Linked DNA regions of Triticum aestivum: region 1 is linked to region 2. The links are chromatin contacts, called in public Hi-C maps. All regions are on one chromosome and are shown on one strand. The core of a region is the stretch at or near the end of the contact, and the rest is flanking DNA. Distances in the headings are between cores, read along the strand shown.

Region 1 (6,651 bases), core at 1,347-3,846, 460 kb before region 2:
GCTTGGTTAGCCATACTATCGCTATGTCCCCGAGACCTTTCCACACCTCAATGGGGATACAATCAGGGCCCATCGCCTTGCCTCCTTTCATCCTTTTTAAAGCCTCCTTCACCTCAGACTCCTGGATGCGCCGCACAAAACGCATGCTGGTCTCATCAAAGGAGTCATTCAGTTCAATGGTAGAACTCTCATTCTCCCCATTGAACAGCTTGTCGAAGTACTCCCGCCATCTATGCTTAATCTCTTCGTCCTTCACCAAGAGTTGGCCTGCTCCGTCCTTGATGCATTTGACTTGGCCAATATCCCTCGTCTTCCTCTCCCGGATCTTAGCCATCTTATAGATGTCCCTTTCACCTTCCTTCGTGCCTAACCATTGGTAGAGGTCCTCATATGCCCGACCCCTTGCTTCACCAACAGCTTGCTTTGCGGCCTTCTTCGCCATCTTGTACTTCTCTATGTTGTCTGCACTCCTATCCAGGTATAGGCGTCTGAAGCAATCTTTCTTCTCTTTAAGCGCCTTCTGGACATCATCATTCCACCACCAGGTATCCTTATCTTCGCTTCTCCTTCCCCTGGACACTCCAAACTCCTCCGAGGCCACCTTACGAATGCAAGTCGCCATCTTCATCCACACATTGTCCGCATCCCCTCCTTCCTCCCAAGGGCCCTCCTTAAATACCCTCTCCTTGAACACCTGAGCTACCTCCCCCTTGAGCTTCCACCACTTCGTTCTAGCGACCTTGGCACGCTTATCCCGCTGGACACGAATCCGAAAGCGGAAGTCAGCAACCACCAGCTTATGCTGGGGTACAACACTCTCCCCAGGTATCACCTTACAGTCTAGGCACGCACGCCTATCTTCTCTTCTCGAGAGGATGAAATCAATCTGGCTAGAGTGTTGGCCACTACTAAAAGTCACCAGATGTGAATCTCTCTTTCTAAAGAGGGTGTTAGCTACAATCATGTTGTAGGCTAGAGCAAAGCTTAAGACATCTTCTCACTAACCTACTATATATCTTCACTAAAAATTTGATTGATGAACTGATGCATATGCACAGAATAGACTCACTGATATAATTATTCAACACTACAAAGTAGTATATTAAATAGGGATTTAATTCAAGTGCACCTGATGGACAGATCGGCCATCTACTGCTTCTACTTGTGCATTGGGATTTGCTGCAACTTTCTGAGCATCCGGCAGCTAGCGGAATCATGGAATCAGTTCTTCATACAAGAAGGGCTATGCATTGTGTCTCCAGGCATGAAATGAAGCATTCAAAAGAGAGACAACATCCCTGACCTACGTATGCCGCACTCCCGTCAGTTCGTCTCCGCCACACTTTCGCCAATCAATAATCCTATACCCACGTAAAGCTACAAAATATTTCTACGTAACCTTCCTAAATCCTTCTCAGCCCCCCTGATTTCAGGGGGGTGGAGCCTCATCCTCCCTCTTCCCCAATGATGATTATCCACGTTGCTAATCACGTAAAGTACGTAACTTCTGCTACGTAGGTGTAGCATTACCGTTCGCCAATTCGTCTCAGGAAAGATCGATGGATTGGCAGACTGTAGATCGGGACTTGGGAAAGGCTCGTTTCGGGAGATTTAGGAGCAGGCCCGATTTGGGGAGCAAGCGACTAGCTGTGAAAAAAGGACCCAAAACAAAAATAGACATTGGACCCAAAACTGGAGGGCCTGGAATTTGGGGGCCCTGTGCGGTTGCACAACCCGCATAGGCCCATGGAAGGCCCTGCGGAGAAGGATGGGGACAAGAATGGAAATGTGATGTGTTGACGACAACCACATGAAGCAACTCGTGTGGCCGTGATTGTGAACACGTTGTAAAACTTGGTTGACCCCACACATGAATCATAAATTAGGAGAACTAAATGGGGCGTGTAGGACATCATGTCAGTTGTTTTTCTTTATTGTTTTGCTAATATAGTTCACGTAAGCACATCAATATTTTTTTTGCGGAGAATCATAGGGTTTATTATTCCAAAATGACAGAGTTATAATCCTCAGCGACTAAGTCACTGACACAAGGAGGTGGTTGCCCCAGCCAACAAGCTATACTTGTTTGCGTTGGTTCTGTCACTTTTCTTCTAGACTAGATAAATAATCATAAAAAATGTAGCGTGTCCATACTTGTTTTGAGGAACTATATAATTGCATGTGTGTTGCAACAAGGCATAAATATCTAGTAGGTTAGCCCGTAATTTACCTGCTCATATTAATATGATTTTATAAAAGTATATTCTAACATTTATTTAAGTAATTAAGCACTTATTGAATTACATTTTATTTGATAAGGTAATAAAAAGTGGATCAATTGAGGTGGTTCTTAGGGAAAATTGACAAAAAAATGGAGAAAAAAATAAAAAACGCGAGAGGGAGGGGAAACGTATGAAAGAGAATCGGACGACAATACCTTACATAAGTTTTAATGTTTATTTTTATTAATTTTAATAAAAGATTTAAGGAAAAATGAGTGTATTTTTTATGTGAAGATGGAAAACTGTGTGTAATGAGTCCATTTCCATTACCTTCGGCCCGCTTAGCCTAGATAGTCTGTCTGGGCCACAGTGTTAGGCCCTGCAATCCCCTTCCCTCTTCTCAGAACCCACCGTAGAAACAAGCACCCTCCGCGCCGCCGGCCGCCGGCCGCCGTGTCCGTTTCAGTCTCCGAATCCCTCATCCCCCGTTGCCTCGCGTTCCCAAGCCACATGATATCCCCCAACCTCCCCCTCCGGCTCCGCCACCTCCGCTGCCTTCTCGCCGCGGCGCCCTTGTCCTCCCCCGCCGCCGCATACTACTCGCGCGCATCCTCCCCACCTTCAAACCGCGCTCAGGCCCTGCCCCCGCCCCCGCCACCGCGGCGCCATCTCCCGGACCTCCCGGCGCGACGGTTCTCCTCCGGGCACGTCCTCCTCCCCACCAACCTCCAGGAGGAGCACGTCGCGTCTCTGTCCGACAGGATCTACCACGCGGTGACAGAGACAGAGGAGGGCTCCAACGAGGGCACGGAGGCCGCCCTCGACGCGCTGGGCGCCGAGCTGACCACCCCGCTCGTGGCCGACGTGATGCACCGCCTGCGCTACGAGGAGAAGCTGGCCTTCCGCTTCTTCGCCTGGGCGTCCCAGCAGGACAACTACGAGCACGAGCACCGCACGTACAACGACATGATCGACATCCTCTCCGGGACGCGGTACAAGTCCCGCCAGTTCGGCGTCCTCTGCGACGTGCTCGACCACATGAAGCGCCACGGCACGAGGTCGGTGCCGGTCGAGGACCTGCTGGGCATCCTGCGCGCCTACACCGAGAAGCACCTCACCAACCTTAGGAAGCTGGCGAAGAAGCGGCGGGTGCGGATGCGCACGCCGCCGGAGACCGACGCGCTCAACATCCTCCTGGACGCGTTTTGCAAGTGCGGGATGGTCAGGGAGGCGGAGACGGTGTTTGGTCGCGTGAAGAAGAAGCTGCAAGGAAATGCCGAGACCTACAGCATCCTCTTCTTTGGGTGGTGCCGCGCCAGGGACCCCAAGAAGGCCATGAAGGTGCTCGAGGAAATGGTTGAGATGAAGCACACCCCAGAGAACTTCACGTACATTGCTGCTATTGACTCGTTCTGCAGCGCTGGTTTGATCTCGGAGGCAAGAGAGTTGTTTGAGTTCATGAGGACCGAGGGATCGAAGATATCCTCTCCCACTGCTAAGGTATATGCTATTATGATTGTTGCGCTAGCCAAAGCTGATCGGATGGATGAGTGCTTTGAGCTGATTTCAGATATGATTAAACGAGGCTGCATGCCTGATGTATCAACCTTTAAAGATTTGATTGAAGGCATGTGCTTGGTGGATAGACTCGATGCTGCCTACTGCATTTTGGAGGAGATGGGGAAGGCTGGGTTTCCTCCTGACATTGTCACTTACAATTGCTTTCTTGAGGTACTTTGTCGTCTTCAGAAGGCTGATGATGCGCTCAAACTCGCCGAGAGGATGATAGAAGCACACTGTGAGCCCAGTGTTCATACTTACAATATGCTGATGGTGATGTTTTTTGAGATGAGAGAGCCACACAGGGCACTCAATATTTGGACTGAAATGGACAAGAGAGGATGTCGACGTGCTGTTGATACCTACGAAATAATGATTGATGGGCTGTTTGATTGTGGAAGAACGGAAGATGCAACCACTCTTCTAGATGAAGTAATAAACCATGATATGAAACTGTCGTACAAGAAGTTCGATTCTATCATGCTGCAATTGTCAGCTGTTGGCAACCTTGGCGCAATACATCGGCTTTCAGAGCATATGAGAAAATTTTACAATGTTGCAATGTCAAGACGTTTTTCGATCACACAGAAGAAGAAGAGCATTGGTATTAGAAGGAGATGAGTTCTGCAAGATTTATTGTTAGCACGAATAGTCAAGAGCGTACATGAGGTAACCACTTCCCTGGTTTTACTGGCAAGTGCCAACTATTAGTAGCCGTATTAGACGTGCTGCATTCTGTACAGTTTTGGTCATCAGTACTTATTTTGCCTACTTTTCCCTGAGCAAGGAGGGCCTAAGTTACATATGGATGCTAATCACATGGACATCGTTTTACCAAAGGGCAGCTAACAGCGACACAATGTACTCTAATGTGTAGTTGTATTGCAATATTTCAAACTTAAACTTTAGAATCAAAATGGTTGCTACAATACTGTGGTAGGCAATCACGTTTTTGGTGGCTAACACTTGCGTTTTGTATATTGTTTCAATGGAATTTCCCTCATATATCTTACTCCCTCCGGTCCGTATTACTTGTGTGTTAGATATATCCGTATCTAGACAAATCTAAGCAAGTAATATGGATCGGAGGGAGTAGCACTTGTCGGCTGCCCACCCCTTCTCTAAAAATCAGTTTGCTGCCTGAGATAAATTCAATTTAACCTATGCAACAGTACAGTAGATGGATCAATATAAACGATAAACCAGTGTGTTTCAATCGACTTTAGTTTTATCCTTATATCATACCTGCATTTGCTGGTATAGCTTGGTTTGCAGTCCTACCTTACCCCACTCCAAAAACCAGTTCACTGCCTGAAAGAAATGCAGAGAAACCTACGTGGCAATAAAGATATACTAAGACTTTCCGCTATTTTAATTTAAACAAGCTATGATGTAAATACTCTGGAACCTGGACCAATTTATTATTTTACCTACTGAAATATGAAAATCCCTTACTTGATTGCTTCTGTTTTAAACACTTTCTGTTGTAAAGCTCTGAGTTTTCCTTTTACTTGACCAAGATGAATTGGCTTAATGCAAACTTAGTGTAAAACCTATTGTTTGTGTTATGAAAGTAGCCAGCTAAACCAGTCTACTGCCTAAACCAATTTGCCCTTTGTTGGTTTTCCCGTTCCACACATATTTTTGGTCTCTTCAGGCAAATAAGTGATGTCCTTTTCTTCTATTACAGAAATCACAAGGATATACTGTATTGATTAACGATAATATGCTAACTCTCACCGAAAGTTAAAGAAATACCAATTATTGAAAACTTGCATACTTGAGGGCAGAGAAAATGCAGGACAAGATGGCTAGTTGTAGCAGGTTTGAGCAGATATAACTAACTGTAGCCAATCATCGCCATCCTGACTGTAAGCAGTAGGGAGATGAGAACTTGAATCGTAGCAGTGTTGATCTAGTTCAAAAAAGTAGTAAAGGCAGTAACTAGTTTCAGTAATGGTGTCTGGTTTTTTTTGTTCCAAAACGCAATTATTGGTGGTATATGTGCTTCTGTGAGATATTTATGTTCATTCTGGTGATGACACGACAAGTTCATCGATTAGACTAACCAAGGACGTAACTTGCAGTTCTTTGGCCTTTACTTTCTGATTGGATTTAAGCCAAGTTATCTATAAAACATACATATTTTCTTTTTTACAGGGTGGTTGATACAAGTGTGCACATTTTGTCGGAGCAATATGCAGTGGAAGCAGCGTATGAACCGAAGTACTTTGCCAAGGAAACAGGCAATGTGAGTATGTTTTCATTTGCTTTATACATCATATGCACACCCCATGAAGCTTTTTCCTTAGTTCTATTGTGGAACCTTTTTCATCTTCTTTTTTTGCCGCTCTCTCAAATGAACCACAAAGGCCCAAGACTGAATTTCCTGTCATTAAGCATGCAATTCGACACAACTTTTCTTGTCTCCACGTGACAACCAAAATCAATTTCAGATACTCTGGAGTCTCGAGAGCTCAGCTTGTCTGGGAACATGTTACTAGCAGACTTATTTCAAGCAGAATCTTACTCATCCAGTTATTAGAACAGAAATGAGGGGGGTTCCGGTTTAAAAAAGAAGAGGTGAATGCCAGATGCACTTATTTTCCACAGAACATCTGCATTCCTTCCTGCGTTATTGGTACGCTACAAAAAACAAGAAACACCAATGAGCAGATATGCTTGTATACACTATGGCGATACTGAACAAATGTGATTGCTTGGCTGCTATTCAAAGCTGTCCACCTCTGAAAAAACTGTCCTGCTAACCGTAGCTAGTTTGCTGATCAGATGATATTAAACTAGGAACACCGGGTAATGGATTAACTATCACATGCTAGAGTAAACAAATTGACTGACAACGAAAATG
Region 2 (6,564 bases), core at 3,132-5,631:
CCGGGGATCTGGGCCTAGCCCATGCGAGTGACCCTGGCGGTCAAAGCGCAGGAGCGGGACGAGGCACGTCCCTCTTCTCCCGGGACGAAGCAGAGGAGAAGGTTGGGCATGGCGCCGGCAGGACTTGGCACAGTGGATGGCAAGACGAGGCGGAGGTACGGCGGCGTGCCGGTAGCAGGAGGCGAAGGCGGAGATGGTCCGGTGCTGGGGCTCCAGCGAACTCTGACCAAAACGGAGGGGACGAGCGGCGCGGGGCTCCTGCTGGGCACGGAGGACAAGGAGGAGGCGGGATGGCGCGGCAGTGGCCTGGTTCTGCGGTGGCTGGCGGCGGATGCAGGCAACGAGGAGGAGGCAGAGGGGACGGGACGAGGGCGCGGCTGCTGATGGAAGGGGGCGCGACGGCGGCGAGTAGGTGGTCGGGCGTGGGGGTCTCACGGTGGAGGCGGCGAGGGGATCGGGCGCAGGGAGCTCGTCTCCCTGGCTCAATGCGTGTGTGTGTGTGTGGCGGCGGGCAGAGGGAACGAGGAGGAGGGATCGAGAGATGGGGATCGGGCTCTCTGGCGGCTAGGGTTAGGAGGGTTAGGTGGGCCTAGATGGCCTGCTGGGTTGTTGGGCTCTCTTCTCCCTCTCTCTTATTCTTATTTCCTTTAGCAGAAAACAAATTAGAGAGAAGAAAAAGAAAGAGAGGGTTAAGGAAAGAATTTGCGCACGGGGGTAATTTTCCCGGACTCGCAAAAATGCGTTGGTTCCAAGGAAATAGAAATGGCCAAGATCGAACGATAATAATTCAAACTCATTTGAATTTAATTCAAATGGGTTTGAACTAGGACGAGGTTTTTTAGGAGTATCCAAAATGTTGAGAATTTTGGTAGAGCTCCGGAAAATGATGAAAGAAATTATGGGCAAGGTTGGAGACCAAGAATTAAGATAACAAAGGCATTGAGATAATTTGCAAGTGGGTTATGGTTAATTCCAAATAAATGGAATAATTTTATTATAGCTCCCTAAAAATAGTAGGAGACTTTGAATATGTTTTAAAGAGAAATCACCATGTGAATATCCCTCGATTTAAATAGATCAACGATCTATGCAATTTATTTAGTTTTAGTTGGTTTGAGAAATTAATGGCGTGATGACATGATGCAATGCAAGAGATGACATGATGCAATGCAACAAACAAAAATAAATCACACGGCAAAACTCGGAATAGCTGGGAGTCTTCTGGAGCGTCGGTCTCGGGGCGTTATAGGCTAGAACCAAACACCTACCTAACTTGGTCAAACTTGCCTAAGGTTAGGTGTGGCAAAGTGTGGCAAGGTGTGGCTAGGAACCAAACAACCCCTTAATGTCGCGGACTTGACTCTCTACCATCCAGAAGAAGCGCTCTACGAAGATAGCTCGAGGTCGATTTCCAAACAACCAGGGAGAATAATGAGGTACAATAGATGAGGAAAATAAAAATATAATCATATGTCAAATCTGTTTAGCTACTTCTAGAGACTTCTATTGTAGTCTAGTACTCCCTCCATAAAGAAATATAAGAGCATTTAGATCACTAAAAAGTGATCTAAACTCTCTTATATTTCTTTACAGAGGGAGTATTTCTTTTCTTTTCTCAACCCTAGCTATAGTTTTCTATAGTATTCTAGCTATGAGTAGAAAGGTGAATCTTAAGCAATGTTTTCTGGAGCATTCTAACCATAAGTAGAAGTATGTGAAGGCTTTCTAAAGCCCTATAAATAGAGGTACTCACCTCTAGTTTGTACCTAGACTACGTACCCCCACTACTTATAATAGAACTTGGTATTTTTATCTAAGATCTTGGACTAGATGTAGAGTTCTATGAGTTTTGCATTGAACTCCCGCTGCCATATCAGCACTATCTTGGCCTCTGGAGTGATCTAGCGCAACACGTTGAAATTTTTCCTTCAACACTTGTGCTCTGCACATTGTAGCCGCAAGATGGAGTTGCTCCTCCACAACGTTATGCTACTTCAGGGTCGGTCTGGTCTGTTGGATCTGGTGCGCCGAATGCTTCCGGGGCTCCGGGCCTTCTGATATCTGCCCCAGATGGGCTGAGTTTGTGGGGCGTCGAACAACCCAAACGTATGGGGCTGGTTTGAGAGGTGCGGTCGGGTTGCATTTTTATGACCAGTTACTAGGTCGTCCGTCCGGCGTAGAGAGGGGAAAGTGGGTTTGAGAGGTCCGGCTGCAGATGCTTTTATAGAATATTTTTCTACTCGAAACTAACTGGTTAAACCTGTTCCAACAAGGTACCACATCGGGAAAGTTACTGGAAAAGACTAAACTTGTGGAACTACACCAATATTTCCAAAACAAAAACCCTGACGCATCATATAATCGGCCGCACTCGGAGCATGCCATGTTTCTTCCTAAATACTTGTAAGTGCAGCTGCACTATTTGGTTGCAGCGAGCCCTCGCATCTAAGCCGTCCGATCCCAGTTTTCTTAATGCGATTGCATTGCTACTAGTCCCATGCATTTCAAAAGATGATACCTGACTAAATAGAAAAAGTACCCGTCGGTTGGTCCCCTCACGTCTTCACGTTCCCCTCTACCCCGCTATTCAATAAGATCCCACGTGCATGCATTGATTTGGAGCTTCAAAATTTTCTAAAATCCTTAACTTTTGACTCAAGCATCGAATTTCAATTCTGTTTTCACCATTGTGTTTCTCGCGATGAGTTCTTAAAAACTAGATCCCATATTGGTATGTTTCGATAAAAAAAATTAAAGCAACTTTGAATGCTGCACAAGCAACTTTAGTGCTATAAAAAGCAACTTCTTATTAGTATCCATAGTATGATCGCATATCAACGAAAATCCCTTTGAAGTTGACTACCATGACTACCAAGCTAAATACCTTCACCCTTTAATCTTCCTACCATAACTAGCAAGTAGTCTATCATAACTAGCTTCATCGCTAAGTTCATTATATTGTAGGCAACTTAGTTTTCAAGGTATGCTAATAGTACCCTAAGGTGGCTACCATGACTAGCTAGTAGCTTAACATCATCCTTAGTTGCATACAACTTAGTTTCATATATAGGCGACTTTGGACCTAAGTTGTTAACACTACTGAGCGTGCACTTGTGGGCTAGCCAGGTCGCGAGTGTTAGATGAGAAGTTGCATAGGGGGTAATGACAAGGGGACGGATTAGACAATTGCCCATAAACCTATGCAAGTCCTTAAATTTTGGTCAAGTAATCTGTGAAAATCATTAACGTCTTCAGATATAATGATGCAAAACACACATGAGTTGGCTAGTTAGGTCAAAACTAAACCCCATATGGATATGTTTCTTTTATTTTTTTTCTTTCGAAAGCAACTGTGGCACTGGATGAGGCAACTTTAATACTAAACAGAAGTAACTTCACTCCTAAAAATAACTAATTAGCAACAATAAGCAACTAACTAATAATATAGAACAACTTAAACAGAGGTGGATAATATCACATCACCTTCGTAAGCAACTTTCCTTGGATAAGAGGCAACCTTAGTGCTAAAAGCAAGCAACTTCACTACATTTTGTGTCCTAGTTAATTTTATGTAATATTCTCCTAACTTCCTCACCGATACTTCTAAGTTGCTTATTGTTATTGCTCGCCATTGCTTTTAAATGACCTATAATACCATGATGTCGTCTACCGATTATGCTCTTGCGTTAGCTATTGCTAGTTATGGTAGACAACACGATGGTGAATCCTGGCCACTTCAGAGTGTCTGTAGGCAACTTAGAAAAACAATGATAAAGAACTTCATAATATTGTAGGCAACTATTTTTGCAAAGTTAGGCAACTGAGAAGCAATTGTAGGCAACTAATTACCAATAGTAAGCAACTAGGCAACCGTAGGCAACTAAGCATCAACAATAGGCAATTTGAGCAACCATGATAGACAAGTTGGGATAATGTTACCAAATTGATACACATAGTGCAGTGAAGTTGCTTTGTATGTAGCACTAAAGATGCTTTATGTTTTGTGTGATTTTTTTCGTTCTAGGCAAAAAAGAAGAAGTTGCTTCCCTATAGCATTATAGTTGCCTCCATTGCAACCAAAGTTGTCCTAAAAAAAGTTTGATGAAATGTATTCATACGAGATCTACTTTTGAAGAACTCGTCGTCAGAAATCTAAGGTGAAAGCGAAACTGAATTTTGATGCTTGAATCGAAAGTTATGCCTTTTACAACTTTCTAAACCTCAAATAAATGCATTTAGGGATAGGATTTAGACTGATTCAATCGGCATCCATATGCGCTATGGGGTGTGGCCAAGCAATTTTTTTTTCTAGCGTAGACAGCAGAACAGAAGGACATGCACTTACTATATACGGCGATGCGCTCCAAACAACAAAGGAGCGCAGCGGCGCTCCTTAACCACCTACCATGTTTCTTCCCTTCCATTATCATCAATCTCTCTGTGCCGCAACGTAAATTCGTACGTACATACCCGTCCTCTTCCGTGCTTTCCCGGTCGTCTCCGGGCACTGTCGTCCGGACGCATCGCTCACCATCCATCCATCTCCAAAAATCCAAACTTTCACCGGCGAGAGGAGAGAGAGCGAGAGCGAGAGGAATAAAAAGGACGGGCATTGCTTCGCTCAGTCCACCTCGCTCGCTCCTCAGATCTAATCATTATTTAATCCTTTTCACCTCCAGCGCCTCGTCACATGAGCGCTCCCCCCTCCTCCCCCTCCCCCGCTCCGATCCCCCAGCCCGCCGTAACCCTAGCCCCCGCCGGCATGCGCGATGCGGCGGAGGACACGGATTCGCCGCCATCGCAGATGTCGGAGGACGACGGCGACGACTCTTCCGGCAGCGGCGGGCCGGGAGGGGGCGACAGGTGGGCGCCGGATCTGAGGGGCTGCAGCAACGGCGGGAGGTGGGCGCCGCCGGACCAGGTGCTGGAGAACGTGCTGGAGAGCGTGCTCGAGTTCCTCACGGCGGCGCGCGACCGCAACGCGGCCTCGCTCGTCTGCCGCTCCTGGTACCGCGCCGAGGCGCAGACCCGCCGCGAGCTCTTCATCGGCAACTGCTACGCCGTCTCGCCGCGCCGCGCCGTCGAGCGCTTCGGGGGCGTGCGGGCCGTCGTGCTCAAGGGGAAGCCCCGCTTCGCCGACTTCAGCCTCGTGCCGCACGGCTGGGGCGCCAACGTCTCCCCCTGGGTCGCCGCGCTCGGCCCCGCCTATCCGCGCCTCGAGCGCATCTGCCTCAAGCGGATGACCGTCTCCGACGACGAGCTCGCGCTCATCCCAAGGTCCTTCCCGCTCTTCAAGGAGCTCTCGCTCGTCTGCTGCGACGGCTTCACCACGCGCGGCCTCGCCGTCATCGCCGAGGGCTGCCGGTACGGTTCCCTTTCTCGTCTTTGCGTATCAACGTATCAGCTTTACGGGCTGGGACAGTATCATACTGTCATTGGCGCATTTGTTCACTTCTCAGCTGCATCATGCCATTCCCACTTTATTTAATGTGCACGCCTACTCCTTTATGCTTTTTTCGGTTTTATTGGTCCGGCTTTGCCATGGATCAGAATCTTATCTAGGCAATAGCTTTTATTGCCTTGCTGGGTTCTCATCCCTACACGTTCTGTCAAAGCTAGATCTTTATTGTTCTTGAGCTCTACTCAGTTCGTGACACTTGGTAGTGTCACACTCGAATCTTTGCCGTTACTCGCACTCAGCTTTTGATAGTTTTTCTGTTATGGTTATGGCAAATAGTTCTAGCAAACTGTGATATACTAGTACTCAAGTGTGTATCTTATGGATCGTTGCATCTATTTTTTTAGGCATCTTCGAGTACTGGATCTGACTGAAGATTATTTCCATGAGGAGGAGAGTGAAGTAGTGGATTGGATCTCCAAGTTTCCAGAGTGCAACACGTCGCTGGAGTCGCTTGTATTTGATTGTGTTAGTGTCCCATTCAACTTTGAGGCCCTGGAGGCACTTGTTGCACGCTCACCAGCTCTGCGTCGTCTTCGCGTTAATGACCATGTGTCGATAGAGCAGTTGCGTCGTCTCATGGCAAGGGCACCCCATCTAACTCACCTTGGCACTGGATCATTCCGATCTGAGCCAGGCCCTGGGGGTGCTTTGTCTGTGTCTGAGCTCGCTACCTCTTTCGCAGCGTCCAGATCACTTGTTTGTTTGTCAGGTTTCTTGGATGCCAATGCAGCATACCTCCCAGCAATCTACCAAGTTTGTGCCAATCTCACTTCCCTCAATTTTAGCTTTGCGGGTCTAACTGCTGAAGAGTTCATACCAGTTATTCGCCACTGCGTCAATCTTCGCACTTTATGGGTAAGTATTTTGTGATTTTTTTTGCCGCCACATTGATAGATATATTGGTTTATGTACTTTGACATCAGGTGTTGGTGTTCCAATTTCTTATTGTAGGTTCTTGATACTGTGGGTGATGAAGGCCTTAGGGCTGTGGCTGAAACATGCTCAAATCTCCGTGAGCTACGTGTTTTTCCTTTGGATGCCACCGAGGATTCTGAGGGCTCAGTCTCAGATATTGGTCTCCAGGCAATCTCAGAAGGCTGCCG

Evidence for each region. A called contact is a pair of places that touch in the nucleus more often than the background predicts.
Region 1: a Hi-C map of leaf shows a contact between it and region 2, with 4 times the contacts expected there. The contact joins the promoter of LOC123138325 here to the promoter of LOC123138323 in region 2. A contact is called at or near these places in 2 of 5 Hi-C or Micro-C datasets (both in leaf).

The regions. Positions count from the first base shown.
Region 1 is chr6B:618,241,799-618,248,449 of IWGSC CS RefSeq v2.1, reverse strand. It overlaps LOC123138325 (pentatricopeptide repeat-containing protein At1g73400, mitochondrial), which reads left to right and starts at 2,596. Exons shown (of 3, transcript XR_006468980.1): 1 at 2,596-4,451; 2 at 5,943-6,033.
Region 2 is chr6B:617,780,920-617,787,483 of IWGSC CS RefSeq v2.1, reverse strand. It overlaps LOC123138323 (transport inhibitor response 1-like protein), which reads left to right and starts at 4,381. Exons shown (of 3, transcript XM_044558280.1): 1 at 4,381-5,364; 2 at 5,806-6,316; 3 at 6,413-6,564. The coding sequence starts at 4,691.